Linked DNA regions of Ovis aries: region 1 is linked to region 2. The links are chromatin contacts, called in public Hi-C maps. All regions are on one chromosome and are shown on one strand. The core of a region is the stretch at or near the end of the contact, and the rest is flanking DNA. Distances in the headings are between cores, read along the strand shown.

Region 1 (4,644 bases), core at 1,153-3,652, 330 kb before region 2:
GAAGTCATGTTAAGAAACTAGATAACATATTATTATTATGTATCTAATATTAGTTAATATTATTTAGATAATAGATTTTGAGTCTCAGATATCCCTGTATAAAAAGAGCCAAAGGACGCATTATTTCTTTATATGAGAATCTTGAAAAAATCTAATCTTCCAGCCATCCCTCAAGGGATATGTTTAATGTTTCTGTTTGAGTGTAAAGGCCAAGCAGTCATATATGCTTGATCTACACTGCAGCACACACATCCTTAACATACAACATGGATCTCTCTTTGGGCTGTTTGGGGTCATTATTTCCTCTGCTTCTGTAATTTTGACGGTCTTGATATTTCTTCTTTTCCCAACCACTTTATTTAAAGGCATGTTTGACACATAAATGCTATATTTATTGTGTACAACCTGATAAGTTTGGAGATAAGTGTATAACCATGAAACCAGCACAATCAGGGGAGAAGGGCTGCCTTTTAAAACAGAACAACCAGTGTAATCAAAGTATGATTTAACTTAGAACTATTTGATGCACACACTTATTTTTCCTGGATATAAAGCAAGGTAGACTTGCATCAACCATCTAGAATCACTTGATCTCCTGTTCATTTACACTAGTTCAGAGGTTTGAAGGGTTAATTCATAGGAAAAGTGAAAGTGTGAACTCGCTCAGTTGTGTCCGACTCTGCGACCCCATGGACGGTAGCCTGCACCAGGCTCCTCCGTCCATGGGATTTTCTAGGCAAGAGTACTGGAGTGGGTTACCATTTCCTTCTCCAGGGAATCTTCCCGACCCAGGGATCAAACCCAGGTCTCCCACATTGTAGACAGACGCTTTACCATCTGAGCCACCATAGGGAAGAGACCTATAATGGACTGGCCGAGCTTCAGAACACTGTCCATGCTAATAAACTAAGAACTTTAATGTGTCAAAACAAAAACCCTGCACTGTCTATGCCCACACACCATACCAAAAGACCCTGTCCACAACCCCACTGTTGGCAAAACCCCAGATGGCCCCACACAATGACTCCCACATTGCCCCCAGCTAATTGGTACAGGGCTGGCACCTGACCAAAAGTTATTAGGGCCACAGTCTGTTTGATGACACAGTTTAGCCCTGGAAAACAAGGGGGCCAAATCCAATTCCCACATTTTAGAGTATGAATGGAGAAACTTGGTGAGCCAAAGCGGCAAGCAGCAGTCATGTGCAAGGCGGAAATCTGAGGGAGCAGACACAATTTGTAAGCAAAGGCCATCCATAAAGAGACCATATTTGGCCAGAGGGGTGGAGAGGGCATCCAGTTCCCAAGGCTGTTTTGAGGCCACGTTTCCAGTTTCAGGAGTAGGAAAGGCCATCTCAGTCTTTAAAAATAAAAAATAAACTCCTTCCTTGCAGGAGCACAGGGAAGCAGGGACCTCTATGCCTCACATCCTAGAGACTTAAGTAGAACTGGACTTTGTCACAGAGTCAACTCCAGGGGTGCCGCAGCGGTGGGAAAGGCATTGAACTAGGATGTTGAAGCTGGTTATTGGTTCAGCTGTAACTAATTCACCACATGACTCTGAGTCATTTCATCTCTGAGCCTCAGTTTCCTCACTTATTAAATTCGGGTAAAATGTACGTCATCTTGTGAGGATCCAGTTAGGTAACATAGGGAAATGTTGTTTGCAGGCTGTAATGTCACCATCATCAGCTGCTGCAGAACCTTCACTCAGCTTGTTCAAGGCAGCAGAGGCAGGTTGAGGAGCCATCCCAGAAGAGAGACTGATGCTTTAGAAGCAGCAAGAGTTGGAGAGCTCTAGGAAAACTCCACTGGCTAAGAGGGACCAGCCAACTTTGAATGTCACAACTGAAAGAGGGAGCTTGATTCTGAAAAGGACACTGGGCAGCCTGCCAAGGCTATCGCTGTTACAACTCTCACCTCTAAGTTACAAACGCAGATTGTTTCTCCAGGGCAAGGTGAGTATCAGACCCCAAATCGTGGACCACCTGAATCCTAAACCAGAGACATTCTGACTCTCAAAACTATGACTCAAAAGACGATTAAACCTAGCCTCTTGGTTATTTTAAAAAACAAACAGACAAGAAAACCCTAACTCAAAGACAAACATGGAGTGGATCTGAGGCTTGGCTCATGCTCCCTTGCCTGGCGCTCTGCAATAAATCCTTACTCCCTGCAAACTCCCACTGTCAGTCTGGGTTTTTTTTGCGAGCCACAGGCACTTTGCTCCGTTATAATAGAAAAATCAACTATCAATCAACCATCAACTCAGAGATAACCACTGTCAATACATTAGTTATATTTGTTCCAAGCGTGTGGTTATGTTTACCTCCAACAAAACAGGAACTGCAAAGCACAAATGATTTCAAGAGGAAAGCGCTGACGGAAGTCGCTAACTACCTAGATACAAGCTGAAGCTATAAAAAGGCGGACGGGCCAGGTTAGGACCTGAAGGAAGCCGGCTGTGTTCACTCTAAGAGAGCGTGGAACCACGTCTCTATGGTTGTTCCTGTGCCGGAACACAAGGATACACTCTCTCCTTCTGCGGAACTCTATGGTCAGAGGACGCTTCTGTGACCCCGGAGGCAATCCGGGGGAGCAGGAACGGCAAGATGGCGGCGCGAGCTGTGTTTGGGGCCCTGGGCCGGCGTCTCTGGCAGGTAAGGAGCGCGCTACGCGGATTAGGCGGCCTAACAGGGACAGTTACCATTACGTCTGATTGCCACTTGTCATTCTTCCCATCTTCCGCGATATTTATTTCGCACCTTGACCCGCTGTTTGGAAGAAGGTGGCGAGAAAAGGGCTGATTTTATCTCTAATTCTCTCAGGATAAAACAGAAGTTAATGAGTCAGGGCAAAGACAGGAACGAGAAGAAGAGTAGACTATCAGAAGTGGAAAGGATATTGGACAACAAATGTTGCAGACCCCGCCTTTCACGTTTGCGAAATAGGCTCAGAGAAGTCGGGAAGCTACACCTCGCGAAAATTTGGTAGCTTGAGAGTTTAGACGCTTCTCACGGAATCAGATTGAGATACCTTCCTGATACCCAGGTTTCTGAGACTCAAATGACAGTCGCTGAAGTCAGAGGAGTGGGCTAAGTATCCTCTGCTGGGTTTTTTGGAGAAAAAGCAAAAAATTCAAGCAGCGGTTCTTATTTGGCTTCAGCGCTCCTCTACTCTTCAGGAGAATGGATACATTCTCTCCTAATGTATATAGCTGCGTCCCTTCAGTGTTACCTGAACTGTCACAACATTGTTAATCGGCTACACCCCATACAATAGAAAGTGTTTTCTTTTTTTAAATAGTTAAGGACTCCAAAGAGCTTTGAGTTTTGTGTTTTTTAAGCTATCGATTTTTTAGCTTATTAGAAAATACAACCTAGAATCTTAAAAATCCTTAATTAAAAATACTAAAACTCATTATATGTTAACATAATTAGCAATTTTATGAAAAGCAACTAGGTTTTCCAAAACAAATTGAGAGAGAGGAGTGGCATGTTTTATGTTTTTGCAAACCTCTTTAATGTCTGGCTTAGTAGAAAACAGCTTCTCTAGCTGCTTCTGCAGTCTCTTACTATGTCAGAGGTCATACAGTCTCTGGAAAACTTCACTGTACTTTGGTGCGAGACTAGAGTGGAAAAGTTGAAAATACCATCTTACTGTTATTATAAAAAATAAGTTTAGCCTCGGGAGCTGCCTCTCAAAGTGTCTCAGAAGTCCCTCAGAGGTTCTTAGACCACACTTTGAGAACCACTGTCCTTAAGTCAGGTAGCGTTAGAGGTTGAAATTTTGAATTATTTTTAAGACACATTTACTCAGAGCAGAGTCTCCACTCCCTCAGAAACAGAAAGGAAAGAAAAGGTAAGAACTTCTTAAGGTTCATTTGTGGATGTAATAGCAGTTTAGGCTTGAGATTTTAAGAACAGAAGTGTCATATTCCTTAGACCTGTGGTCCTTCAGCACAACTGGATTGTGGGCTTATTGGCCCACAGACATGGGAGGCAGTTTTCTCTGTGAGTATGTGTGCAGAAAGGCCTGTACCTCTTACCAGCTTGTGGTATTGTGCTTGATTTCCTGTTTTGTTTTTCCCCCTTTATCCAAGGGAGACTATGAAAGTTTTGATTTGCCTCCTTGTTCGGTAAAGACAGCTACAAATAGGCATTCTTAACAACTTAGGTGACCCTCCATTGTTTTAATTTTGTTTGTACTAAACTGGTATTCTCAACTTTGAAGTGTTTTTAAGGATCTGTTAAGCTTCCAGTTTCTCAGGTTGCACTTTTAAATCTCAGGAAAGCTTAGGGGAAAAAAAAAGGCAAGTGTCAGATTATGTGTTACATACAGTAAGATAAGATGTCCTACAACCGGAAGTTTTGTTCCACCAGGGGGAGCTGATAATAAAGGATTTGGGAAGGCTGGATTGTTGCAGTATGAGGCACAGTAGTGATAGAAGATGGGTGTAAATTCCAATGTGTATTTCAGTTTATTTATAAGCTAGTTGTTATAGCTAGTTACTTATAAGCTAGTTATCCCAGCCAAAGCAAGAAATAAATATGCTGGAAAAGGATGAAAGCTTCAAGAGTACTTTAGAATTCTTGATGCTAAGATGCTAAGTCATTCAGTCGTGTCTGACTCTGTGTGACCCCAT
Region 2 (5,180 bases), core at 955-3,454:
TCATTAAGAAAATGGTGCTTTTCTTTAACATATAAAAAACCTAAGTCTCTAACAGCTTTCTTAGCCAGATTTATGCCAGCAGGGTCAAGGAGGGACCATTTTATTCTATTTACCTTTAGTGAACAGACTGCTAGAGATAACGCCTAACTTAAAATTAGGCCACTGTGGTGTATTTATACTGACCCTCCTTCCCAATTCTTATCCTTTAATCCCATACCAGTTACAGAGACTTGGCACAAAAAAGTAGTATGTATATTTTTTAAACACCTAGTAGAGCAAATCAACTAGAAAAAATTGCCAAGGGGAGCCTGGCTGTATGTCCACACCTTCATCATTCTTTCCATGCCAGTTCCTTACATACTCCATTTCCAAAGAACCCCAAACTCCTGGACAGTGGCACTACCCTGAATTTTAGGGTCAGAAAATATCTCTTACTTTGTGAAGGAAGCAGCTTCCTCAAGCAGTGCTGCTTCAGAGCCCACTGCCCAGGCTTACTCACACCTTGCCTCCACCTGCACATTACTGCCCTCGAATCCCACTGTATTATAGCAACAATGCCTCCCTGGTGCCTGGAAAACCCACCTGGTGCACTAAAATGCTATGCAACACCAAATGGCTTCTTCCCATAGTACTGCTCAAAAATGGAAATTCCTCAAGAATAAGCTATTACCTATGCTAACATCACTGTATGGTGGCTACAGTTTCCATTTCTTTTTTTCTTTTACTATGAAACAAACCATCTGTTAAAATCCATGTTTGGGACTTGTTCCTGTCTCTCTCGAGTGTGAAATATAAATCATGTTTTTATGATTTTTGTAAATCTTGACTTTTTACACCTTGTTTTTGTAAGCTGAAGTTTTCTTATTAAAAGAATAAAATATCTTTGTGTACACGCTTTATTTGTTAAAATACCATTAGATTATTCCTCAGGACAAGAGCCAAGATCAGCCCCTGCAGAAACTTAGGAACTATGTACAGCATTTTACAGAACAGAAGACAATACTTTAGCTGAAGCCTGCCTGTTGAGCAGAGAAGGGTGTCCTGAGTGGACTCGGCAAAGAAAAGGAAGTCGGGCAGGGAAGGGAAGGTGCCATCTGACAAACTTCAGCCGCCATCAGGGCAAGTCTGGTGATGGTCACAGATTGGAGGCTGTTTTTGAAGGGGTCGAGTACAGCACAGGGATTCCATGTGTCTGCAATCAGACAACAGGTGGCATTAGAAAGGTAAAATTACTGGAGTAAAAATTGCTAAATCCCTTGCAACATCTGGAAACTTATCTAACTAGGAACAGCCAAGGGTCTTTTGTCAAGTCTCTTTCCTATTAGTCTGTGAACAGGTGATCTAAGTTATTTCTTCTCCCAGCCTCTAGGACTTCTGAAAGAACAGTGGTTAGTGCTTACCTACACAGGCTAGACCCCAGGCTGAGGTGCCATTAGGTCAATGTCACTCAAATTTCTGGCCAGCCAAACTCCAGCAGCAAAGAGTCCCAAATTGAGAATCAAGTTCCTGGAAAAAGGAACGCATCCTATTAACCCTGTGGTCACTGAGTCACGTGTCTGGTTAACGAGAGACTTGTGGGGGGGGGGGCCGGTTCCCATAATCACACACTGGAGGAAGCCGTCCCCTCCTGAGGCAGAAGCACTTCAGAATCGCATGAGCACTGATCGGTACATAATAGGTTGCCCAAGACCACATGGTTATTTAAGGTTCGTTTCTACGTCTAATGAGAGCAGGGTCAAACGCAAAGGCCAATTAAGCACTTGTCCAGAGCCAAAAAGCCTGTTTGTTGCAGCCCCCTCCCCCAGGGTCCCCGTGAGCATAGCTTCTCTAGACAGAGCCTGGTGACTGAAAAGAGCGCTTCGGCAGCACGGAAATCCTCCCGATCAAGGACCTCAGCAAAGCACAGCCAGAGCCACAAAGAGGCCAAGATGTGGGTGATGTAAAAAAATCTGGAGGAACCAGTTCAAGGAAGGGAAATCCAGGGGGTACGCATAACGCGCGCGAAGGGCCGGAGAGGGACCGAGCCCCCGGGCCTCGGTTACCTCCGGAAGTCATTCCTGTCGGTGGCGAAGCGGTAGACGCCCCGAAGCCAGTCCCCCACGTTGTCTGGAATTTCGGGAGCTTCATTTGCTGAGCCCGCAGCGGTCACGCCGGCCCCACTGGAAGCCATAGCAGCACCTCAGCGCTCTGTACGAACGCTCGCCACGCACCGGGCGGGCGCCGACAGATTACGCAACTTCCGGCCTCACACTTCCGCGGGCCACTGGCCAACAGAGGGCACAGCGGCTCGCGCATCGACAGGCGCCTGCAGAACTTCCCGGGTGCGCGTCCGCCACCTCGGCCAGGGGTGGAGCGCCGCCGTGCTCCAGTCTCCCTGGTCGGGTTCCACTTCCAGCTCCGTCCTGGCCTTCGGCCGGCGCACCGGCTCACAGTCCAGGTGTTCTCCGAACCAACTTCATTGGTTCGGGAGGAGAACGCTGGGGATGGGGCCGCCCGGCCTGTGGGTGTGGGGCAGGGGCACTCAGCGGGGGATGCGTAGCTTTGAGGAATGGGCTTCTCCAAGTCTCCAGGAAGAGTCATAAAGTGCGCGGGCTGAAAGGAGGCAGTCAAACCTGTCATCTCGCCGCCCCTCCCCAGACGTGGTCCTGATTCAGTCTAGGACTTAGAGGGGTAAGAGAGCCTCGCTCTCTCGCCTTACATATCGCAACCCCCCAATTCCCCTTTCTCCAGGCTGCGCCACTAGCAAATGGTACAGTGCCTCCTGGAGGTGTCGCTGTCCCCAGTTCGGAGAGGGGCCGGGGTCTCCCAGGGCCGAGGAAGGCGATGGCCTAAGAAAAAGCCTTCGGGTTCCGATTCAGAGGAAGAGGAGCAGGTGGGGCAGGGAGCGTCCTTCTTGGGATCAAGGGGCGTCTCTAGGCGGCCCTGCGCTTGCCCTTGGCGTGCCTCCGTCTGGTCTCCAGTTCGATACTCCTGCTCCGCGCTGGATCCAAGAATCCCAATCCGGGTTTCCAGACTAGAGCTGACGGCAGTGGCGAGAAGGGTTGCCCGGGAGATGGTCGCAGCATTCGGCTGGGCGCAGTCCCGGTCTCCAACTCTGCAGAGCCCCTCCTCTCCTGTTCCGGGCGGGGTCAGAAACGCCCATCTCAGAGCCGCGAGTCTCTTTCTCCCAGATTCGGGCGGGGCAGCGGCCAGAAGCCAGTCCCAGTCCGGGCCCAACCTCCCGCTCCGCCCCGAGCCGTGCGCGCCGCCGCCGTGGGTCCGCTCCAGGCTCCCGCCCCTCCCCGCCTCCGCCCAGCAGAGGGCGGCCGCGGCCCCAGCCCAGGAGCGAGTCCCGCGCCGCAGCCCCAACGGCGGCGCGGGGTGGGTTCTGGAGGCCCTCGGAGCGCGCCGGCCAGGGACGCGCGGTGAGAGCTGCGGGCCCCGAAGCTCGGGTCTGGGGGGGCGGGGGGCGGGGCGGGGGCGCTGCTGGAGGGGCGGGACGGCGTGGGACCGGGGTGAGGGTCCCAGCCCGGGAGAACCACCCCCCTCAGCCCAGCCCGAGCCGCTGCCCCCTTCCCCTTTGATCTTAACCTTCTCCTCCCTTACCCGGGGACGCCCTGCTTTCCAGTGTCGGGGCCGGACTCGAACCCGCATCCGAATAGCGACGCTCAAAGCAGCTGGGGCAGCAGGGGCCGCCCCCCGGCAGGGCATAACGTCCCCCGCCCAAGGGCCCGGCGCAGTCCTGGCAGCAGAAGTGATTTTCGTGCCAGCGCTGTCCCTCGGCCTCGGTGCAGCGCTGGGAGAAAATCAGCTGAGAGAGGGAGAGGGGGACGGTTCATTCATTCATTCACTCATTCATTCATCCAATAACCACGCCTTATACCCAGTTGACGCTGAAGCACGTCTACAGACATTCCCATTTGATCTACTCAAACACTCTCAGACGCGGGGAGGGCTGATTGGATTAGCCAGGATCCCCCAGCTAGCAGGTGGCACATCCTGAAGAAGTGCGACCCGGGTCGCCTGGACGCCCATTCCAGGTTTCCATACTGCCTCTTGTGCAGACACTGAACGAGTTCCTCGCTGGAGCAGGAACAGCACTAGCATACTGAGATGATCGTCTGTCCTAGAGTCCCTGCTCTGGAGAAATTGAGTCCATGAAAATTGGGGGGACTCTGCTTACGGTGGGGAAGGGCACAAAGGCAACGGGCCCCAGGTACCCAGAGCTCAAAAGTCAGAGCAAGGTGAATACAGAAGTCCCAGACTGATTTCCAGTTCTCTGTACCCCACTCCGTGGTACTGAAAGAGGCGTCCCTTTGCACCCTGCCACTCAACCCTGGGCAGACCCCCTCCAGCCCCTCCCTTCAAGGTTGTACCTGGTCACAAGCCGGGCAGCGCGGCCGCAACAGCTCTGCGTGATGACGGCCACAGTAAAGACGCCCATCGTGGTAGAAGTAGATGAGGTTGATCAGGGCCTGGCCACAGGCCTGGCAGGCAAAGCAAGCCCGGTGCCAGCAGCGCCGCTCTCCTGCCCGAGCTGTGAACACTCCGTACTCCCCTGGCCTCAGCGGCTCCCTGCACTGCGGGGCGTGGGTGCTGGGCTGGTCACAGGCTGCATATGCCAGTCTCCAGGCTCTTCCATCCCAACCCCAACCTAACTGTTCTTCCCACACCTCTGGCAAACCCACCTCCACTGCAGGCTCCACCAAGAACCCCTACATTTGGTTTCCCTTTTTCCTGAATGTTGCCAAACTCAATCCCCAAACCTCTTTTCCTCTTCGGAGTCCCCAAAGCCATCCCCTTCTGCAACAGTGAGAGGGCAAAGAGAGGAGGAAGGGGAATATGGTGGCCAGGTCAGGTGTTACATACATTTTCACAGGTGCATTCTTCAAGTTTGAGAGGTACCAGGCAGGCCACCCCCTGTCCCAGGGCCTCCCGCCTTCATTGGGCACAGAAGAGCCGCAGCTCAGCCAGCTCCTCCTCCCCAAGGGCCAGGCAGTAGCAATCCTGCAGAAACAGGCGTCCACTGTAACTGGGAGAGCCCCAGCAGGTAAGATTGAAGTTTGACTAGAGAGAGGAGGTTTAGTTGTTTGGTCAAAGACAGACTGTAAAACCTCAAGGAGCTGCAGGAAATAACAGCACAGATGAGCACTGAGGAGAGGGAGGAGAGGTGGAGTACATCCACATGTGTCTCATTCCCC

The links. Hi-C and Micro-C count contacts between places; a contact is called where the count stands out from the background.
Region 1: a contact with region 2 is called in a Hi-C map of hypothalamus, with 2.6 times the contacts expected there. The contact joins the promoter of MRPS10 here to the promoter of TOMM6 in region 2. A contact is called at or near these places in 3 of 16 Hi-C or Micro-C datasets (blood, hypothalamus and liver).

Annotation. Positions count from the first base shown.
Region 1 is chr20:15,965,023-15,969,666 of ARS-UI_Ramb_v3.0, reverse strand. It overlaps MRPS10 (mitochondrial ribosomal protein S10), which reads left to right and starts at 2,402. Exons shown (of 7, transcript XM_060403635.1): 1 at 2,402-2,659. The coding sequence starts at 2,554.
Region 2 is chr20:15,631,782-15,636,961 of ARS-UI_Ramb_v3.0, reverse strand. It overlaps TOMM6 (translocase of outer mitochondrial membrane 6), which reads right to left and starts at 2,204. Exons shown (of 3, transcript XM_042237283.2): 1 at 2,043-2,204; 2 at 1,401-1,506. The coding sequence starts at 2,170. The coding sequence ends at 1,410. PRICKLE4 (prickle planar cell polarity protein 4) reads right to left here. Exons shown (of 7, transcript XM_042237280.2): 4 at 4,849-4,986; 5 at 4,356-4,559; 6 at 3,586-3,790; 7 at 2,319-3,113. The coding sequence ends at 2,740. USP49 (ubiquitin specific peptidase 49) reads left to right here. Exons shown (of 7, transcript XM_060403180.1): 7 at 1-882.